Linked DNA regions of Sus scrofa: all the other regions are linked to region 2. The links are chromatin contacts, called in public HiChIP or PLAC-seq maps. All regions are on one chromosome and are shown on one strand. Each heading gives the region's core, a stretch centred on a gene start, on an enhancer-like site or on the middle of the called end of the contact. The rest is flanking DNA. Distances are from core to core; before and after follow the strand shown. Region 1 has its middle 120 kb from the start of EGLN3. Region 2 overlaps EGLN3 (egl nine homolog 3). Region 3 has its middle 210 kb from the start of EGLN3.

The links. HiChIP or PLAC-seq counts read pairs in DNA pulled down with a chosen protein or histone mark.
Region 1: an H3K27ac HiChIP or PLAC-seq map of alveolar macrophages shows a contact between it and region 2. The contact joins two enhancer-like sites. A contact is called at or near these places in 2 of 47 Hi-C or Micro-C datasets (fibroblasts and liver) and 1 of 2 datasets of contacts at active chromatin or transcription factors (alveolar macrophages).
Region 3: a contact with region 2 is called in an H3K27ac HiChIP or PLAC-seq map of alveolar macrophages. The contact joins two enhancer-like sites.

The regions. Positions count from the first base shown.
Region 1 is chr7:65,683,805-65,686,889 of Sscrofa11.1, reverse strand. No RefSeq gene overlaps it. Among named protein-coding and RNA genes, the nearest start is that of EGLN3, 120 kb to the left of the region's middle. Within about 2 kb of position 1,694, at least 76 of the 83 cell types and tissues checked have an H3K27ac peak or open chromatin away from gene starts, as enhancers often do. A contact at or near this core is called in alveolar macrophages and liver, where this site is marked.
Region 2 is chr7:65,817,785-65,820,814 of Sscrofa11.1, reverse strand. The region is part of intron 1 of EGLN3 (egl nine homolog 3); the gene reads right to left. Among named protein-coding and RNA genes, the nearest start is that of EGLN3, 14 kb to the right of the region's middle. Within about 2 kb of position 1,339, at least 37 of the 83 cell types and tissues checked have an H3K27ac peak or open chromatin away from gene starts, as enhancers often do. A contact at or near this core is called in alveolar macrophages and liver, where this site is marked.
Region 3 is chr7:65,590,897-65,593,983 of Sscrofa11.1, reverse strand. No RefSeq gene overlaps it. Among named protein-coding and RNA genes, the nearest start is that of EGLN3, 210 kb to the left of the region's middle. Within about 2 kb of position 1,748, at least 11 of the 83 cell types and tissues checked have an H3K27ac peak or open chromatin away from gene starts, as enhancers often do. A contact at or near this core is called in alveolar macrophages, where this site is marked.

The sequences.
Region 1 (3,085 bases), core at 445-2,944, 130 kb after region 2:
AGAATTAATCCCATTTTTGCTTCTACTGACTCTACAGAAATTGCACTCTCCATGGTTTACCCCAAGAGGAGCAAACAAGAGTGACACAGACTTTCTCCAAGAAGGACAGCACCATTCACTCTCCACCACTGGTACTGCGAGACCAAGGAAAAGAATCCCATGTCTCATTTCCACGGGCCTCAGTAGTTAAGGAGACTGCTTCTCATACATTCTCATCTCAAGCCTCTCAGCAACCCAGAGAAGTGAGAAATTTGCCAGTGTTTGCCGCCCTGCCCTGCATCTCTCACAGGCAGTAACCAGGGTGTCAGGACTCAGACGCAGGCCTGGGGGCTCCAGGCCATGCTGTGTCCATGGCACCCGACAGGACCCTGGGCCATGGCAGGCATCCAAGGACCCCCTCGGTGGAGCTGAGGAGGACTGGCCAGTTAGCCTGCCAACACTGGCCTTGCTGTAAGCTGAGCTGAGTTCATTTAAATTTACCAAAAGGCCCCAGAACTGTAGAGACAGCGAGACTTCACATCCATTGATACAAACTCTCCCTCCTCCCTGCTTTTTTCCTCTTTAAACTTGTCTTTTCAGTGAACACAGGAGAATGGAAGTTGCAGCTACAATAGGCTACGCCAACATTAAAATTTATTATCCAAAAGCTAAATGCTTCTATATTGATCAAATGGATTGAAGGGCGCCTGCCCTTCCCATCCTTCAACGTCACTGCGTTGTTGTAGGATCAACTGAGATAAAAACAGTGCGAGAGAGCACGTGGACTGCAAGATGGCTCTTTACTTAAGATACTATAAAACGTAAACCCAAAAGCCGGACCCTGTGGAGGCAAGGAGCGAGAAGCAGCCAGCCCTAAGTGCCCGTGCAGACCCGTGCAGACCTAACGTGACTCTGGCTGCCCCTGCCGGCTGAAACCCCCGGGTGCTATCACCGCCGAGGATCAAAGATCACAGCCCGACGCAGCCATCAAGTCATAAAGATGTTCAGAATCGCCAGCGCGCGGCCGGGCGGAGGATGAAGTCCCGGGCTGGAGGGCGGTGGCCGGCTGACTCCCCGCGCAGAGCGCCTGCGCGCGCAGCTGCCCCCGAATAAATAAATAACCGGGCGGGCGGGCGGCGGCCCAGGCTTGGCAGCCGGCCCGGCTCGGCCCGCCTCGCAGCTCACGTAGCGAGAGCGTGAGTCAGCGCGTTCGACCGCAGCCCCAAACCGGGGTGGAAGCCCTGGACCACGCTGGCTGCCTGCACGTACCGCGGACTCAGCGCCCCAGCGCTCCTGGCCCTGCCCAGGGCTCCCAGCCTGGGCCCGTGGGAGGGGCGTCTGGGCTTGAAAGGCAGTGGGGGTGGGCTGCTCGGTCCTCCCCGGGAACTCGGCCTTGTCCTTGTCCCCGTGTGCTTTCCCACTTCGAGCCGCACGTTTGGCCCGACTTGGTTGTCCCCCGCCCTCACTCCGCGGTCGAGAGGTAGACTCTGCGTTCCAGCTGCAGGGGTCGTGCCCAGGGCAGACCGGGAGGCTGAAGCCCATAAATTAAGGGAGGGAAGTCCCTTATCAATTTAATCTCACATTCAACGGGGACTTATTCTAGTCTGCCTGCATTTCCTCAAATCTGCACCTGTTTAGTTACAACAACCGACTTTGTAAGAGGAAGTTGCCTACGTGCCTGCCCGCTGAAGGACAGAATTAGAAGTACTCTCCACTGAACGTGTGAACAGAGCAGGGCCTCCTGTTCCGCTGTAGACCTGCGGAGTTGCAAGACTGGGCCTCCTGAGGGCAGAAAAAAGTCCAAGTCCTCCTTTGCCCTTCGGTAAAACAGCCTTTCCCAAATTAGGGCGCGTTACAGAGCTTTCCTCTGCATGTGTCTGTGCTGTGCCTATGTCACTTTTTCAAAGCCCCTGCCAGGAGTAGGTGAGTAATAGGGAGGGAGACAGGAGAAGGATGCTTGTGAGGGGAAAGAGATACAGGAGGAAGGGAAGAGAAAAAATTAATTAGGAAAGGAGCACTGAACGTGAGTGAGTGATTAATAGAACATTACTGCGTCCCTAGAGGAGGTCAACACATCTGGGCACTGGAGATGCAAAATAAGTTGTTCCCATGGTCCCTGCTGTCAGGGGTTCACAGTTGAGAGGGGGATATCAGCTAAATAGAGGCAGGCTGTCCAAATGGCCATGCCAGCTCTGCAGCTTACAGCTTACATGTGACCCTAGCCAACTGACTGCATCCCTCTTCATTTTCCTAACTGGAAAATGAGAATGGTGAGAACAGTCCATTTTAGGACTTTTCAGATAACTAAATACATTAGCAATACAAGCAAAGTCCTTGCCCTGCATTCACTAGACACTCAATAAGTATCATTAAAAGAATGAAGGTGACCCAGGCAGGGCCAAGCACACCAACGCAAGCTGTGTACTGCACAACTCCAGAAGACACGCACACTTGGATGTGAATGAAACTTTCCAGAGCTGTGCAGCGTGGTAGTCCTGAGTACAAGCATGTCTATTTTAATACTGTTCAAAACAGCAAAAAAATTGAAAATTCAAATGCATGTATTCATAAATAAAATGTGGTACATTCATACAATGGAGTACTTTTAGAGCCATTAATAGGAATAAATTACATCCATGTGTTATCAGAATGGATAAGTCTCCAAAAGAGATTGAATGAAAAACACTAAGTTGCAAAAGGATACAGCATGATGCCATTTCTATAAAGAAAGCGTGCATGCAAAAAAATTCTATATATCTTATATATGTATGTATTTTTTAAATGCTGGAAGAATACACAAAAATATAAAGATATCTCTGGATGGAAGAAGAGGAATTAAGATTTGAAATGATGGTCGTTAGGAATTTAGCTTATTCCGTGTTGTACTTACTAACAGTTTCAAAGCACAATGTACTTATATATTCTGTGGTTTTTTATTTGTGGTTTTTTAAGCTATAGAGATGCAAAATAAAACCAGCAGCAAGTAAGTCAACAGTGGCTAATTCTGGGTTGCTGAAGTATGACTGATCATAACTTTTTCATTTGTACTTTTATACATATTCAAATTTAAAATAATTACAACCTTGCAGAAGGGCTATGAAAGTTA
Region 2 (3,030 bases), core at 90-2,589:
CATGTTCCCCTTCCCAAAGTCTCAGCTTCTGACCACACAGTTCAGAAGATTCAGAACATCAGATAGTCCGTATCTGTCAGGTAAGTAATTCTTTCAATGAACCCCAAGTTACTCACAAAAATGTCTACTGTTCTACTATTCTACTTCTGAGAACACTGAGAACTCCTTTTGCCTTCTTCATCTGCCCTAAGGCCACACTAAAAACTCCTTTCCCTGAACGCACATACCCAGAACTCTACTAAACACAATCTTACCTCCCAATTTGCAACAGTAATCATTATGCCCCCCATACCTGAAAATGAAAAATCAGAAGTGATAATCAACTCTCAGTTGCTTTGGCAAAATGGGCCTGCTAGTTCCTCCTGGTCAGGCAGGAGCAGCGTGCCTAGAAGGGCAGGGAATGTACCATATTCACTTGAAAACCTGTCCTCAAGTAGACTTTGGTCATCTGTGCCCCTCTTTACTATGAACTTGGCCTTAACTTTGAGATCATTCAAACAACCATCAACTACCAAGACTCTGGAGCCTTCACTCAGGGTTCTCAGCTCGGTTGATAACAGCATCTTGAGATTCTTACATTAAAGAGCTGGGCTCCGGCCCTCACCCTCAGAAATACATATACACACACCCAGGACCCTGCAGAGGATTCACAGGTCTGTAAGGTCAAACTGTGCTAGATCAAGATTCTATTCCAGGGGATCCTGCGCTTCGTGCATGAACTTGAGTGAATCACCCTGAACTTGAGTGATTTACACTTCCCCAAAAGCCACTCCAACTCTCAGAGGCCAGGAATTTAAAAGACTATTGTCATTCCTTTCTGATATGTGCTTAATTCTTCTTCTTGGAGGGGATTCAAGCAGAACCCTGCAATTAAGCACAGTAAACAGGCCCAGGAACATCGACACTGCAGTACAGGCTGTTTGGGTTTGGGAAGGCGGCCCTTCCCGATGAGGCCTGGCTCCCGGCCAGCGGGGTGACGGCTGAGTGACAGGGCTACGTGCGCTGCGTGAGGGTGGCAGCCAGCCCACACCCGAGCACACAGCCCGGCAGCCCGCGGAGGGAACCGGCACCGGGAGGGCCCTCCCCCGTCACTATCCCAGTCACCAGAGAAATGTTCTCAGGGCTTCCTTGCAATTACGAAATCCTCAAAAGTCAGCCGAGCCCTGGGTTAAGGACATTAAGACAGGCATTTAACCGTATCCACTCTAATACCTTCCCGCAAATGGTAACAACTGCAGTTTCTTGAAGACCCATTGCAGCCAGGTAGCACTCTAGGGTGACAGGTGACACGTTCGCTCATGGAATTTCCAGGTTCAGGGCAAGGTGAGCAACCATCTGCCCTGAGTCACACTGCCCACAAGTTTTCAGCAGAAGTCATTAACCCTGGAAGTTATCATACAGACCAAGAAGTTATCTCATTCCTATAGAAAAACAAACTCATGAGTAATCCTTAAGGCAACACAGGGATAGGGACTCAGAACATTTAACTTCCTTTGATGTGGGAAACAGTTTTATCAGGAAAAAATAATACTTTCCATGTGGCTCTCTAAAGGCTCTGAGCAGAATAGAGAGAATGTTTGTGACTGGAGAATGGTAGGAGAATTAAGTATGCCTGTCTTTAAATTCTCATCTGGAATGAATCCTAAAATAGTTGAAGGAATCCATGATAACTGTGTGATATACAAAAATATATAGTTACCAATCAAAACACATTAAAAAATGCAAAAAAAATGCAAAAAATAAAAATAAAAAAAAATAAAAAATAAAAAATGCCTTGAAGCAATGTTCTGAAGAAAAACCAGGAAACACTTACTTGCACATCCCGAAGAATTTGAAGAGTCTGAGTCTTAACTTGGGACATTGTAACTATGTTGGAAAACGGAAGTTAAGGAACTTTCTAGGAAACCAGATCTTAGGCTCACATTTGGATTTCAGCACTGAAATCCAAAAATATATCTGCTGAATGAAAGGAATGGCACACAGCAAGTCAGAGCTATGAAACTCAGGAGGCACATTTATTTACTGAACAAACAATGGTACATGCCTGACACTGTTCTGTGTGTTTCACAAACATTACCTCATTCAATATTCATAATGGCTTCATGAGAGGGAACAATTATCTCCACTTTACAGATGAGGAAACTGAGGCATGAGGAGGTTAGGGAACTTGCCAGCTAGTCTGGATGCAGAGAGTGAGGCCTTAATCATCAGGTCATGCTTTACTGGTGCAGCTTATCTGAGGTCTAATATTAACTGATTCACTTCATTTTTGAGGGAACTAAGAACTTCAGTTCTTGATCCTGCTGTATAGCACTGGGAACTATATCTAGTCACTTATGATGGAGCATGATAATGTGAGAAAAAAGAATGTATATATGTATGTGTGACTGGGTCACCTTGCTGTACAGTAGAAAATTGACAGAACACTGTAAACTAGCTATGATAGAAAAAAATAAAAATCATTAAAAAAAAAATACTTCAGTTCTTCTTGAAGTATTTGACTCCCTCTCTTCTTTGCCTATTACCCTTTCCATAATGGTAGAAAATTATAAGGGGCAAAAAAATATATATATGAAAAATGAGTGTGCTTGGTATTGAGTCTGTAAGGTAAAAGCTCCAGGGGGGTGGGGCGGGCCTGGGGACAGGGGGAGGTGGGGTGGGAGGGGTGGTATTTCAACAAAAGCGAGGAGCAAAGGAAACTCATTCAATCTCACAGCAAAACACCAGTTGCCCAAGTTGTCTGTGATTGATTGGTTATTCCCATTGCAGAGCAAGCTCAATCCCACTCTAAACTCTGAAGCCCCATATCTGCTTCGGGTGCAGTTGGTCAACCATCAGCCTATGTCTTTTCCCCCAGCTGTCCCCATCCAGGCTCTGTGGAAAGAAGTCAGAGTCTCCAGGACCTGTCCTTTTAGCCCAGGTTTTCAGGCTTTCTTAAAGTCAGAAGTACACAAGAGTGTATTTCCCTTGGGAAGACAAGGTAAACTCCAAGGGATCCCAGGGATGAGACATAATTTCCTTACTTAGGTT
Region 3 (3,087 bases), core at 499-2,998, 230 kb after region 2:
ACAAAGTCCAGGGAGAGTAAATGGCTTTCTCAAGCTTATATTAGCTTGAATCCTAGGATCAAACCCAATGTCTCCCAAATTCCAAGCCATTGAGCTTTCCCCTACTCCATACAGGACTCTTAGGAAGTACTATCACATCCACTCTTCTGCCAGGTCCACTCAGGACAGACAATCCCAACTGCAGTTCTAGAAGGAAAAGTTACAGGGAGCTCCCAACAGTCGGAGATGTTCTTCCCTTGTTTCTGCCAACCGCTGACTGGGCAAATGTCACTTGCCCATGACCTACACCACAGCTCATGGCAAACTGGATCCTTAGCCCACTGAACAAGGCCAGGGATCGAACTCACAACCTCATGGTTCCTAGTCGGATTCGTTAACCACTGAGCCACGACAGGAAATTCATTGGTTTTAATATTAGTTGGCAAGAAGTGTGGTGGGGAGAATTCACCCCATAAATATATTTCAAATGCCTTTTTCCCTTTGGCTTCCTACTACCACCCCTGACTTACCCTTAAAATTACCCTAATTTTATGAATGGCTTTTAAAACATAGCTCCCATGAAGGGAGTTATAAATATGGAAAGGGGAGCCTAGAATAAACTCCAGAATGCTGGATTAGAACCAGAGGTATTAGTGTGAACTCATGGCATATGTGTGTACACATATATTTACATATATACACACATATATATAAGAAATATGTCAGTACATATTCACATAACACACATAGATTTATTTTATAGCTCTGTCTGCTACCAAAGCAGTAACATTCCAGTAGCAACAAGCATATCTGCTACCCAGAGCTTGGTTTCTAAATACCATTCTCCACTAAAAGGAACCAGGATTCCTTGAGGAAATCACAGCTTCTAGGGCTAAGGCAAGAAAAGTTCAAAATAAACCAGAAATGACCTGTTGTGTCCAAAAGAAAGCTCAAATAATGATGCAGATATGTCATACATACACACACACATACACACACACACACACACACACACACACACACACACCCAACAACAACAACAACAATGGACCCAGTTTGGAGATATTCCTATTAGCCAAATTTTGGACATTTTGACCATCAAAATAAATCATGATGGTTATAAGTTATAACCCACTGAATAAAAGAACCCATGAATCTATATAGGAATACATAATACATACATACATGATGCAAAATTCTTCCTTATGGTAAAATGTCAACTAGTAAATGTAGAAAGAAAGACAGAGTTAGAAAATCACCACTTTGCACCTATCATAGTAAGATTTAAGTAGGAACCATTAAGTGTTAAAACTAGTGGGTAAACATTTGATGAGAACAGGTTCTAAACATAGCCCCCAAATATCTCTTTACAAACAACTTATTAGTGTCAAAAGGAAAAATACTAACTTTACAGCAGAGAACTCTAGAGGACCAACTTAAACCACAGACCTTCTGCCATGATGCACTGTGAAGAAAACACTATCACTTCTCTAACATTCAGGGATGAAAGTTCTATGATAGATAGCTCACTAGCCAAACCTGGGATATTTGGGGCACAAAACAGATAATGATAGTAATAAATTACAACCCAGCAAACAGAAAGAGGAACTTATGAATCTGTATAGATCTAAATATATACATAAAAGGAAACAGAAAGCTCTTTCTCACAGAATTATTCTCAAACTGTTCAGGAAGAGTATGTGTGAGTGAGAGCACGTACACAAATGACAAGGCAAGTAGGGGAAATGATGACAAATGGTGAATCTCTGCAAGGGAGAGCCTGAATGCAGTGTGGGAACAGCAGGCACTCGGATGAGAAGGTCGGCTGATGGTGGGGAGGAGCCTGGTGGCACTGACTCTCCACTTCACTGTACTCTTGTAGGAGAAAGCCAGAAGAGGATTCTTCTCTGGGCTCCACACTCCAGCCACCCTGCAATATGTTTCTTCCCAGGCTGTTTCATGTCCCTCCTCCACAAGGTCAAAGGAGGGAAAGTCAAACTTATAGGGAGTTCTCTGCCTTCTTTATGAGAGTTATTGCTGGCCAGACTGGGGCTAATTCTACTGTTTAAAAAAACATCTCCAACCATGCCTTTTCTGGTCAGTTGCATTAGGCTACACAGATCCACATAGGAAATCAGGAAAGCCAGTTTCAATCCACATGACAGGCCAGTGTAATCCCTCGAATACTCCTCAGTGTGCAAGATGGTGGCTGAGACAGGCTGTCTTAGATCCACTGACTGGCTTCTTCAAGGAGAAGAAGAGGTTATGGAATGAATGGTTCCTGAAGGACAGGTTGATCAAAGTTGAGAACATTGGTTTTAATGACAGTATACCTTTCTCCCCCATATCTTTTGCTAGACCCTCGTGTAGAATTCCATTGAGGGTCACTGTACCATCTCTCATACCCCATTTCAGGAAGCGATTTTTCCCTTAAGTGGAGAATGAGACCCCCAGACCACCCAAATCCACTGCTGGCAGACACCACACGCTCTGGGGAAATTTCTGACTCCTTGTATAAATGACTCAGCACTGAGCCCCACCCTGGTACTAGTGCCCTGACCCAGAAAATTTGAAGCATTCCCTAATTCCAGGAATTGATGCTCCACCTTGGTCTGGATGAGCTAGACCTGCCAGATGTGGGAAAAGCCATGTCACTTGAGGAAAGAGTTTAACTGGGTGATATGTACTAAATCTTCAGTTGCTTCTCTTTTAGGCTTGGTAAGGTTGCCTGTGTTTGCCCCTTAATGAGTAAGCATCTTCTCCTAGAAACAGTAGTGTGGCAAACAAGGACTTGAATGTGTTGGCTTTTTAAAAATGGGTTCTAATATCTGCTCATAAGAAATCTCAACTTAGGAGTCCCCACTGTGGCTCAGTGGGTTAAGGACTTGACATAGTCTCCATGAGGATGCAGATTCATTCCTGGCCTCACTCATTGGGTTAAGGAGCTGGTGTTGTCACAAGCTGCAACATGGGTTGCAGATGTGGCTTGGATCCAGCATTGCTGTGGCTGTGGTGTAGGCTGGCAGCTGCAGCTCTGATTTGACCCCTAGCCCAGGATTTTCCATATGTCACAGGTGCAGCCCTAAAAAGAAAAAAAAAGAAATCTCA